2 separate regions of the Sus scrofa genome follow, and region 1 is linked to region 2. A link is a contact called in public HiChIP or PLAC-seq data. All regions are on one chromosome and are shown on one strand. Each heading gives the region's core, a stretch centred on a gene start, on an enhancer-like site or on the middle of the called end of the contact. The rest is flanking DNA. Distances are from core to core; before and after follow the strand shown. Region 1 holds the start of CIB1 (calcium and integrin-binding protein 1). Region 2 has its middle 30 kb from the start of SEMA4B.

Region 1 (5,479 bases), core at 1,494-3,993, 75 kb before region 2:
CCTAACCCACCGAGAGAGGCCAGGAATTGAACCTGAATCCTCATGGACGTAGGGTTCTTAACCCGCTGAGTCACAACAGGAACCCTGCTCTTTGCCTTTTACTGTCTGAAGACCAAGCCCTCTTGACAGAAGGAGCCTACTGTCAAGAGACTACATGCCAGTCCTTTTGACTGGTTTTGGTGTTCCCAGTGCTCTGCAGCCTCCACGTTCTGGAATGGAATATTCCCACAGTGCTGGGACTCACAGGTAGACATAGTGAGTCTTTTACTAAGTCACTCTTTGATGATCACCTAATTTTTGAGGGCCGGGAAAATTTCAGCCACCCAGCCAGCATTTACTTTACAACTGCCACTTATCAGGTCCTAGAGAGAATGATTCCCATCAATCATCATGGGGCTTACAGTTTAGCAGGGGAAACAGACATTAACCCAAGCATCACCCAAGTAAATAGAGACTGCAAACATGATACATGCTGTCAAGGAGGCGCACTGGGTCCTCTGAGAGTGTAAGACGGATTCTTAATCTAGTCTAGGGAATCAGGAGAGAATTCCCTGAGGATAGGATGGAAGAGGAACTGAGAGCCCATAATGTGGAAACCCAGAAAGCTTGAGGAGATGGCAGAGAGAGAGAATGGCTGAAGTCAGATTACAGAGGAGCTAGGATTTGGGTATTTAACCTCTTAATGGTTTTGAACTGAGACTGACATGCTCACATTTCGACTTTACAAAGATGAGCAACTGGAATGAACTCAAAGAATCAAGAATGTTATTTGTCAATGATACCTTATTAGAGCTGAAAACAACATTTAAAAAGAATCAATCTCGGGAGTTGCCGGTGTGGCTCAGTGGGTTTAAGAACCTGACATAAGTGTCCATAAGGATGCAGGTTGATCCCTGGCCTTGCTCAGTGGGTTAAGGATCCAGCACTGCTGTGAGATATGGTGTAGGTCGCAGGTACAGCTCAGATCCAGTATTGCTATGGCTGTGGTGTAGGCAGGCAGCTGCAGCTCCGATTCAACCTCTAGCCTGGGAACTTCCATATTCCACAGGTGTGGCCCTAAAAAAGAAAAAAGAATTAACTTCACCTCCATCTCCTCCACTCCGTAGTTTGTCATTCCTCACCTTTTGGAACAGTATAGGTTCATTTATTCATGCATATATTCAATAAATACTGAGCACCTATTAACTGTCAAGTACTGTCCTGGGGATTGAGAGGGGACAAGAGCAACAAATCAGCTTCAGTCCATACCTCCTCTGAGCACGCAGTTTTGAATGCAGGGTGGGGTCAGAGGACGGCATGTAGGCTGGAGTGAGGAACACATCAGTGGGGAGGCTTGAAAAGAGCCTCGGACTGAAGCAACCACTTTCTAAAGGCCCGAGTCTAGACAAGTCACCGAACCCCTCTGGGCCTCAGGATTTCCACACCTGTAAAATGGGAACTTACCTTGAAGAACTGTTTTAAGAATCGAAGCTAACTATACACGGTACTCGGCATTCACTGGGCCCTCAGTAAACAGCCTCAGTAGACAGCAAGATTATGGCTATTTCTGGAGAGATGGCACGAGACTGCAACACGTACAGCAGGTGCTCAGTGATAACATCTGAGTGCAAAAGCCCTCCCTGGCACCTTCTGCAGCTCTATACCAAAAAAAACAAACAACCCCATCCAAAAATGGGCAGAAGAAGATCTAAACAGACAGTTCTCCAAAGACATACAGATGGCTGAGAAACACACCGAAAAGATATTCAACATCACTCATTATTAGAGAAATGCAAATCAAAACCACGATGAGGTACCACCTTACACCAGTCAGAAGGGCCATCATCAAAAAGTCTACAAACAATAAGTGCTGGAGAGGGTGTGGAGAAAAAGAAACCTATTACACTGTTGGTGGGAATGTAAATTGGTACAGCCACTGTGAAAAACAGTATGGAGATGCCTCAGAAAACTAAACATAGAACTACCATTTGATCCAGCAATCCCACTCCTGGGCATCTATCCAGAGAAAACCACGACTCGAAAAGACACATGTACTCCGATGCTCACCTTCACTGCAGCACTATTTGCAATAGCCAAGACATGGAAACAACCTAAATGTCCATTGACAGAGGAGTGGATCAAGAAAAGGTGGTACATATACACAATGGAATATTACTCAGCCATTAAAAGGAACGAAATACCGGCATTTTTAGCAACATGGATGGACCTAGAAATTATCAGGCTAAGTGAAGTCAGCCATACAATGAGACACCAACATCAAATGCTTTCACTGACATGTGGAATCTGCAAAAAGAACAGACTGAACTTCTTTGCAGAACAGATGCTGACTCACAGACACAGAAAAACTTATGGTCTCCGGAGGAGACAGTTTGGGGGGTGGGGGGATGTGCTTGGGTTATGGGATGAAAATCCTGTGAAACTGGATTGTTATGATTATTATACAACTACAGATGTGATAAATTCATTTGAGAAATTAAAAAAAAAAAAGCCCTCGCTGGGAAAAGGGGCTGCCGAACGCCTCGGACCACTCAGCGAGTCACGACGTTTCTCGGTCACCCTGGTTCTAGACACATGCCTGATGCCCCTTACCTGACTCCGTCCAAGGCCGCCACCGCTGCCACCCGCTGCAGGTGAGGTGGTTGCACCACGCGACTTCCGCCAAAAGCATAGCGAGGGCGTGGCGTCCTTAACGCATGCGCATCCGGCACGCAGGCGCGCGGCGCGGCGCGGCCCGGCCCGCCCCGCCCATCCCGCCGGCGGGGCCGTGCGGCCTGGGCTCCGCCCCGGAGCGTCCGGCCCCGCCCCGGGCCCCGCCTCCAGCTCGCCAGGAACCGCCTGGAGCCGGGAGCCAGTAGGCTGAACGCGGCTGGGAGCGCCTGGGAGCTTCGAGGTGGGGGCGGGCCCGGGGGCGGAGGCCCCTGGAGCGGTTGCCGCGGGGACCGGACGGTGACGCTGCGGGAGGGCGGAAGTGAGAAAGTTGCCGGGGTCCGGAGAAGAGTTCGCGGAGGTCTGCGCGCAGCGCGGCGATGGGGGGCTCGGGCAGTCGCCTGTCCAAGGAGCTGCTGGCTGAGTACCAGGTGCGCAAGACGCGGGTCCCCAGGAAGTTTGCGCGAGGCTCGGTGTTCGAGAGGCGGGTCCTCGAGCGGCGGCAGATCGGACGCGGCCTCTGGCCTCTAGGCGGCCCGCTGACCCCGTTTCTTGTTTCGCCTTTCAGGACTTGACGTTCCTGACCAAGCAGGAGATTCTCCTGTAAGTGCTGTCTCGAAACTCACTTCTGCGATCCTCTAGAGGCGGCTTCGGGGGCTCGGGTGGGCGTGGGGCTTCTGTTTTAGAGATGCGCAAACTAAGGCCCCGCCATAGGGGATAGGGGGACTGGGGCCTGCCTGAGGTCAACATCTGAGCCGGAACTGGAAACTCGGCCCTGGGCCCTAGTCTGTGCCCTCTTCCTGGCACGCCCTCCCTGCCTGCCCCGGCTGACCCAGCGGTGCACCGCGGAACCACCTCGCAGCCTCCAGCCAAAGTTGGGCGCTCTTTGACCCCGCGCTCCACGGGCTTCTGCATAAGCGCATTTCCTGCCACAGTTCGGCAGGGGCTGTAGTTCAGGGTTGCTTTGCCTACTGACAAAGCCAGGGAGGCTTTGGGGAGCCTGGCTCCTTTACCTCAATAATACAGTAACCGTTAACGCACTTACCATGCACCAGCCTGTGTTAACAGGGTGCCTACGTTACCTAATGTAACCCTCACGAGGGAGGTATGGGGATAGTGAAACAGGTTCAGAGAATTTGGGGAACTCACCTAAGGCTACACTTAGTAAGAGGGTTTGACCTGGGGCTAGACGCCCCCTACCAAGCGGGGGGTGGGGGGAGCACCGTTATGTGACCTGGGCACTTGAGTGAGGAGCTTCCTGGTTTTTCTCCGCAAAAATAATCCCAGTGGGAATGAGGTGGGGCCTAAGGAGGCGATAGCTCAGGATAGCTGCTTTGAGGAGCTGCAGGAGATTCCTGAAATGAGATGAGCATGGGATTTCACTTTAGCTTTTTTCCCTTGTTCTTCAGGGCCAACTTCTAGCTCCTTCCCTGACCTCTCCATCCCTCAGGAAGCCTAGAAACAGGGCCCAGCACAGTGCCTGGGAGACAGCAGGCCCTCAGTTAAAAACCCACTGCAAGAATGGACTCCCAGCCTTTGCTGTCTTGTGATGTATCTCCTTTAGGCTTATCATGCCTGAGACTCAGAGGTTATATGTATGGGGCTCAGCTCCTCACCTGGTTGATAATGGGCAGCAAAGCAAGGAGTGGGGATATAACACAAACAGGAAGACACCCCAACGGCTTCCCCTCCTGCCAGAGCCCACAGGAGGTTTTGTGAGCTGCTTCCCCAGGAGCACCGAGGTGTGGAGGAGTCCCTGCAGGTGCGAGTGTCCTTGGAGCAGATCCTCAGCCTTCCAGAGCTCAAGGTGCCAGCCCCTCAGCCTCCCTCTGCTATTCCTTTTGAGATTGTGCAGCCATTCTAGTCTTTGCTCTGTTCTGGGGGCTAGGGCTCTACCATAATCCTCCAGAGGGATTATCTAGAAGGGTGTTTTGTCAACTGGGGTTCTCAGACCTACTCTTGGAGATTCAGAGTTTCATCCTTTAGGAGGAGATGAATTACCTAATCAAAGCTTGAGAAATTCTAGTCTAGAGGCTGATTGCCTCTCCATAGGGCTGCTCTGAAAATTTCCATGCAAAGGGCCTGGCCTGGTGCCATAACACAGTAAGTGCTCAGTTAAACGATTGTGTTTTACAATAACCAGCCCATCTTGTTCCCTTTGCTTAGGACGATGTCCTCTTCCTTCTCTGCTCCCAGGCCTTCCTTTGGGTTAAGCTCTGACTCCCAAGAAGCTGTCCCTGTCCCTTCCCCAGCTGAGCCATTGGTCCTCCTGGCCTCTGTGCAGCCCCAAAGCGCTGATCGTTCTCCTCCATGAACCTGAAACTGCTCCCCCCAGTTTCCTGATGGGGTTTGAGTGTGACTTGGGCTGCATCCCGCCTGCGGTGTTCATAAGCGGCTTTCTTGCCTAGGCCAACCCCTTTAAGGAACGAATCTGCAAGGTCTTCTCCACATCACCAACCAGAGACAGCCTGAGCTTTGAGGACTTCTTAGACCTCCTCAGTGTGTTCAGTGACACAGCAACCCCAGACATCAAGTCCCACTATGCCTTCCGCATCTTCGGTAAGGACCAGGAGCCAGGCAGGATACCAGTGCTTCCGACGTGCACTCAGTGGGGGGGCACTGCTTGGGAGCCGGGGGGCATTCATGGAGCCTTAGAGGTCATCCTGACCACATCCTTTCTGCCTTCCTGTTTCTGGTCCCTAGACTTTGATGATGATGGAACCCTGAACAGAGAAGACTTGAGCCAGCTCGTGAACTGCCTCACAGGAGAGGGTGAGGATACCCGGCTCAGTGCTTCCGAGATGAAGCAGCTCATCGACAATGTGAGCATTGG
Region 2 (5,940 bases), core at 709-3,208:
TCCCGCATTGCCATGAGTTGTGCTGTAGGTCACAGACGCAGCTGGGATCCCACGTTGCTGTCGCTCTTGGCGTGGGCTGGCAGCTACAGCTCTGATTAGACCCCTAGCCTGAGAACCTCCATATGCTGCAGGTGCGCTCCTAAAAGAAAGACTAAAAAAAAAAAAACCATGGACAGAATGGCTGGAGTGGCAGTCTTCTTGACACCATAAATGAAAGATAAAGACAATCACAGAGATGTGGATCCTGACATCATTTGCGCTGCAAGACCAACGCCCGGAACCACCTACCTCCAGACTTTGTAGGAAGCACATTAAATCTCTTCACTCTTAGACTATTATTTGTCAGGAGTGTGTGTGCTACTTGGTGATGAAAACATTCCTAACTAGACTGTGACTTTCTTTTAGGAGGGAGAAAACTTCCCAGAAGTAACCCTTTCCCTGGACTTCTCCTCAGGATATTGATCAGATGGGTCACATGTTCTTTCCTGAACCAATCAAAAGGAACAGGATCCCTCTTAGGCCAATGGGGTCACTCCAGGGGTATGGGTCCACTTCCCCTGAGACATATGGATGCAGGGAAGAGGTGGGAGGTGGCAGGGTGGTGGCCCTTTGGGAAAGGAAGGAGCGAGAAATGTCTGCTGGCTAGGCAGCCAGCCGGGTCTCCTACAGGGAATGAGAGAGTGGCATCAACTCAAGTTTATGCGTTGGGGAGTGTCTTGTGCCTCACTTGGGTGGACCAGATGCCCAATCATGCTGTTCTAGGGCATTGCTGGGCTCCACCTGTGTGCAGAGGTTTGCCACCTGTCCCACCTATCAGGCAGTGAGGTCCTATAAACCATGAATGCACAGTTAAAGGAGCTATATAGACCTCTCTCAATGAGGTCAAAGGAATAGTTGTATTTCCTTAACAAAAAACCAATTTTCCTTAGTAAATGAATAGATTATACCAGTTTATAAACTCCATGAGGACAGGGTATATCTTACCTGTTTTCTGTTGCATCCCTAATCCCTAGCAATGGATTAAAAATATTGGCGTTGGAGTTCCCATCTTGGCGCAGTGGAAACAAATCTGACTAGGAACCATGAGGCTGCAGGTTCGATCCTAGCCTCGCTCAGTGGGTTAAGGATCCGGTGTTGCTGTGAGCTGTGGTGTAGGCTGCAGACACGGCTCGGATCTGGCATTGCTGTGGCTCTGGCGTAGGCTGGCAGCAACAGCTCCGATTAGACCCCTAGCCTGGAACATCCATATGCTGCGCGTGTGGCCCTAAAAAGACAAAAGACCAAAAAAAAAAAAAAAAAAAAAAAAATGTTGGCGTTCCTGTTGTGGTGCAGTGGAAACGAATCTGACTAGTATCCATGAGGATGAGGGTTTGAACCCTGGTCTTATGCTCAGTGGGTTGGGGAGCTGGCATTGCTGTGAGCTGTGGCTTGGATCTGGTGTTGCTGTGGCTGTGGTGTAGGCTGGCAGCTGTAGTAGCTCCGATTCAACCCCTAGCCTGGAATGTTGAACAAGACAGAACTTTTGGCCATAAACCTTGACATCAATCAATTCGCTGATTTGGGGGCTATGATAATTCCACCTGCTACCATCTGACCGAATACTGGTATCTGCCACATACTTCTCCCTCACCACTACAAGTCTACACACAACAAGAGGTGTTTGGAGACCTGCTGAACCCAGGATAACTGCATCCAGCATTTCAAGCCAAGGGTGCTGTGGAGGTGGAGCTGGGGCTGATGAACCCACTCTGGCTCCCACGAATCATAGCTTCTTTTCCGGGGCTTTCCAAATTACCTCTTTATTCGGGTTCAGCCCTTTGGCTCAGTGTTTAAAGTCTCCCCTTTCTTTCCTTTCAAAATCGGGAACGACCTTCTGACCCTCTCCAACTTTCCAGCTCATTTTCCGTTGTCATCTTTAAAAGGCCGCAGGCGATGACTCAGCATCCCATTCCGCAACGACAGGGATAAAATTAGCCCAGGCCAAAGGACCTTATTTCAAGAAGCCAGCAGCTCTTTACCAAACCCTCTAACTTGCCGCGGACGAGCGAGGAGCCAGTTCCCCCACCCGGTGATGCGCACGCGCACGTACGCACGCACACACGTACGTACGCACATATACGCACGCACATACGTGAGCACGCTGGCCCTCCTCCTCCAGGCCTAACAGGCAAAGGCCCGCTCACATGGGAGTTGCTCCTGCCAGCCTTGCTCCCACATCTTCAGCAGCAGCGACTCTCAGCTGGCCTGCTCTTTCATCTTCTTGTTCCGGACAGAACTAAAAGTTCCTTTTGATTGTCCTCTCTGGCAGTATCCTATTACAGTTGTTTATTTCCTCCATTATAAAAAGTAATACAGGGAGTTCCCCTTGTGGTTCAGTGAGTTGAGAGTCCAACTGCAGGGGCTCAGGTCTCTGGGAAGGCACGGGTTCGGCCTCTGCCCCTCTTTACCACTGGGTTAAAGGATCTGGCGCTGCTGCAACTGGGGCTTGGATTCAATACCTGGCCCAGGAACTTCCATATGTCATTAGTGTGGCCATAAAAAAATAGTAAAAAAATAATATATGTACATATATATCTGAGTCACTTTGCTGTACAGCAGAAATTGACACAACGTTGTAAATCAACTATACTTTAAGGAGTTCCCATTGTGGCTTATGGGGTTACAAACCTGACTAGTATCCATGAGGATGAAGGTTTGATCTCTGGCCTCCCTCAGGGGGTTAAAGATCCGGTGTTGCTGTGAGCCATGGTATGGGTCACAGACACAGGTCAGATCCCATGTCGCTGTGGCTGTGGTGTAGGCCGGCAGCTTTAGCTCCAGTTCAACCCCTAGCCTGGGAACTTCCATATCCCTCATGTTTAGCCCTAAAAAAAAAAAAAAAAAAAAAAAAAAAAAAAATACACACACAGACATACAGTAATATTATTGTATAAACTCATTTAAGGAAATGCAGGAAAAATAATTTATTGGCCCCCATTACCTAAACTCAAGCAGAGTCAACATTTCAATGCCTTACAGAGGCTATTCCAACAAGTCTTGCTTATCCTTCTATGCCTGCCTGCCTGCCTGCTTGCTTGCTTGCTTCTTTTTTGTTTTTGTCTGTTTAGGGCCACAGCGGAGGCATATGGAGGTTCCCAGGCTAGAGGTCCAATCCGAGCTGTAGCTGCTGGCCTACGCCAGAGCCACAGCAATGGGTAATCTGAGCCACGTCTGCGACCTACGCACCACAGCTCACTGGCAACTCCAGATCCTTAACCCACTGAGCAAGGCCAGGGATCAAACCCAAGTCCACATGGATGCTAGTCAGGTTCATTAACCACTGAGTCATGAGGGGAACTCAGAGGCCTTTTTTCTAAAATTTCTTTTTTTTTTTTTTTAGGGTCACACCAGCAGCATATGGAAGTTCCTAGGCTAGGGGTCAAATTGGAGCTGTAGCTGCCGGCCTACGCCATAGCCACAGCAACACCAGATCTGAGCTGTGTCTGTGACCTACATCGAAGCTCATGACAATGCCAGATCTTTAACCCACTGATTGAGGCCAGGGATTGAACCCTCATCCTCATGGGTATTAGTCGGGTTGGTTCCCACTGAGCCATAGTGGGAACTCCTCTACAATTTCTTTTTAATTAATTTATTTTTTTATTTATTTATTTTTTGTCTTTTTGCCTTTTCTAGGGCTGCACACGCGGCATATGGAGGTTCCCAGGCTAGGGGTCGAATCGGAGCTGCAGCCACCAGCCTACGCCGGAGCCACAGCAACTCGGGATCTGAGCCGCGTCTGCAACCTACACCACAGCTCACGGCAATGCCGGATCCTTAATCCACTGAGCAAAGCCAGGGATCAAACCCGAAACCTCATGGTTCCTAGTCAGAGTTGATAACCACTGAGCCACGACGGGAACTCTGATGATTTCTTTTTAAATCTGAGTTCTAATCATTAACAGCTTGCGTACCCTTCTACAATACAATTCTAGAGTCATTGTGAATTTGTGCAGAGTTAATCCGCAGCTACCCTGGCATGGGAGATGTTTTCTCCAGGAATATGTGAACATGTAGAACATGGCATGACCAGGTAGGGAGGCAGGGACAAGGACATTCCTGGAAGCAGCCTGTAGAAGCTCAGAAGAGGTGTGAGACATGCCCCACGTTATTACAGTCGTGAAGTGGAGACAAAGAGCTCTGCTTTCTCTTTCACTTTGTATACTTTACAAAAAACAAAGAAATACAATAATTTTTTCAGAGATGCTTATTTTAGTTTCTTTTTTTCTGGAAATTATCTGTGGTGAACATATGTTGCTTTTGTCACCTCAAAAAAGTAACATGTGTCATTGGCTGAATTGTATCCTTCAAATTCATGTTAAAGTCCTAACCCCCAGTACCTCAGAAGGTGACTGTATTTGGAGAAAGTGCCTTTAAAGAGGTAAGTAAACATGAGGTCATTAGGATGGGCCCTTATCCAACAGAACTGATGTCCTTGTAGGAAATGGAGATGAGGACACAGATGCTCTTAGAGGGAAAGCCATGTAGAGACACAGGGAAAAAATGACCATCTGCAAACCAAGAAGCCTCAGAAGGAGCCAACCCTGCCAACTCCTTCATCTTGGATTTCTAGCCTCCAGAACCATAAGAAAATAAATTTCTGTTAAGTCTCTGGTATCTGGTACTTTATTATGGCAGCCCTAGCACACAAACACACCAGGTAATTAACAAAAGAGAGAAGGCAGAGTTTCCCAGTTGCTCAGTTGGTTGAGGACCTGGCATTGTCACTGCTTCGGCTTGGGTTGCTGCTGTGGCACAGATATGATCCCTGGCGTATTAACATCTGCATGCCATGGGTGTAGCCAAAAAAAAAGTTAAATTAAAATAAAAAAAAAAAGAGGGAGAGAAGGCAATCAATACCACAAGCTCTTGGCATTTCAGGTTTTCACCCTGAAGGTTATTGCTGGTCATGAGAAACACAAGAGTTTCAGGAAGTAATTTGTAACTTTTTTTTTTTTTTTTTTGCTAGAATTTGAACCTCAGCCTGTGGGGCAGGGAGCAAGCAGAGTATCCACTAGAGCAAAGGTCTACTACAAGTACCACTGGTTGCCACCTACACACACACACACACACACAGAGTAAAGCACATTCATAGAGCCCCAAAGGCAGGTCTCTTTGTGATGGACGGTCTGGAATAGAAAGCCTGTCCCTGGGGTGGAGAAGAGAAAGGGAGGAGTCAGGAGAAGGGTGGTTCTTGGCCAGAAAAAGTTCAAAAGAGCAGAGGGCGAGAAATCCAATCTGATGGTCACTCAGACACACGTGCTCCAAGCCTGGTTCTGACCCTCCTGTGGGTCTCAGACCCTTTTGGAAATTGAATGAAAATAAGCAAGATTTGCCTAGAAAGATGTGTACACATAATTCGATGTGTGTGGGTGGTAGTGTCTTCCCCCTCTAATATTCAGCTCCCTAATTTAAAATTTCCACTCTACTCTTTTACTCCTTGCAGTTGAGAGAGCAAGATGGGTCACCAGCAGCTCTACTGGAGCCATCTGAGAAAATTCGGCCAGGGTTCTCGCTCTTGCTGCGTCTGCTCAAACTGGCACGGTCTGATCCGGAAATACAGCCTCGATATGTGCCACCAGCGCTTCTGCCAGCACATGAAGGATCCTGGCTTCATTAGGTTGGACTAAGTGAGCTTCCTTGAATGGGTCCTCCAGGACATCTACCTTATGCAGAAACCATGCTAGTTCTTTGTATATAAAATAAACATTTGGAGCTCCTGTCCTGGCGCAGAGGAAACGAATCAGACTAGAAACCAAGTGGCTGTGGGTTGGATCCCTGGCCTCGCTCAGTGGGCTGAGGAGCCGGTATTGCAGGGGAGCTGTGGTGTAGGTCGCAGACGGGGCTCGGATCCCACCCTGGCTATGGCTGTGGTGTAGGCTGGCAGCTGTAGCACCAGTT

Evidence for each region. HiChIP or PLAC-seq counts read pairs in DNA pulled down with a chosen protein or histone mark.
Region 1: a contact with region 2 is called in an H3K27ac HiChIP or PLAC-seq map of alveolar macrophages. The contact joins the promoter of CIB1 here to the enhancer-like site in region 2. A contact is called at or near these places in 2 of 5 promoter capture datasets (fetal liver and liver), 25 of 47 Hi-C or Micro-C datasets (adipose tissue, alveolar macrophages, blood and 13 more) and 2 of 2 datasets of contacts at active chromatin or transcription factors (alveolar macrophages and skeletal muscle).

What each region holds. Positions count from the first base shown.
Region 1 is chr7:55,795,930-55,801,408 of Sscrofa11.1, reverse strand. It overlaps CIB1 (calcium and integrin-binding protein 1), which reads left to right and starts at 2,743. Exons shown (of 7, transcript XM_021098979.1): 1 at 2,743-3,077; 2 at 3,215-3,249; 3 at 4,345-4,453; 4 at 5,055-5,205; 5 at 5,350-5,468. The coding sequence starts at 3,027. It overlaps GDPGP1 (GDP-D-glucose phosphorylase 1), which reads right to left and starts at 2,717. Exons shown (of 2, transcript XM_003482236.4): 1 at 2,590-2,717.
Region 2 is chr7:55,719,714-55,725,653 of Sscrofa11.1, reverse strand. It overlaps the pseudogene LOC100738227. Among named protein-coding and RNA genes, the nearest start is that of SEMA4B, 30 kb to the left of the region's middle. Within about 2 kb of position 1,958, at least 20 of the 83 cell types and tissues checked have an H3K27ac peak or open chromatin away from gene starts, as enhancers often do. A contact at or near this core is called in adipose tissue, alveolar macrophages, fetal liver and 4 more, where this site is marked.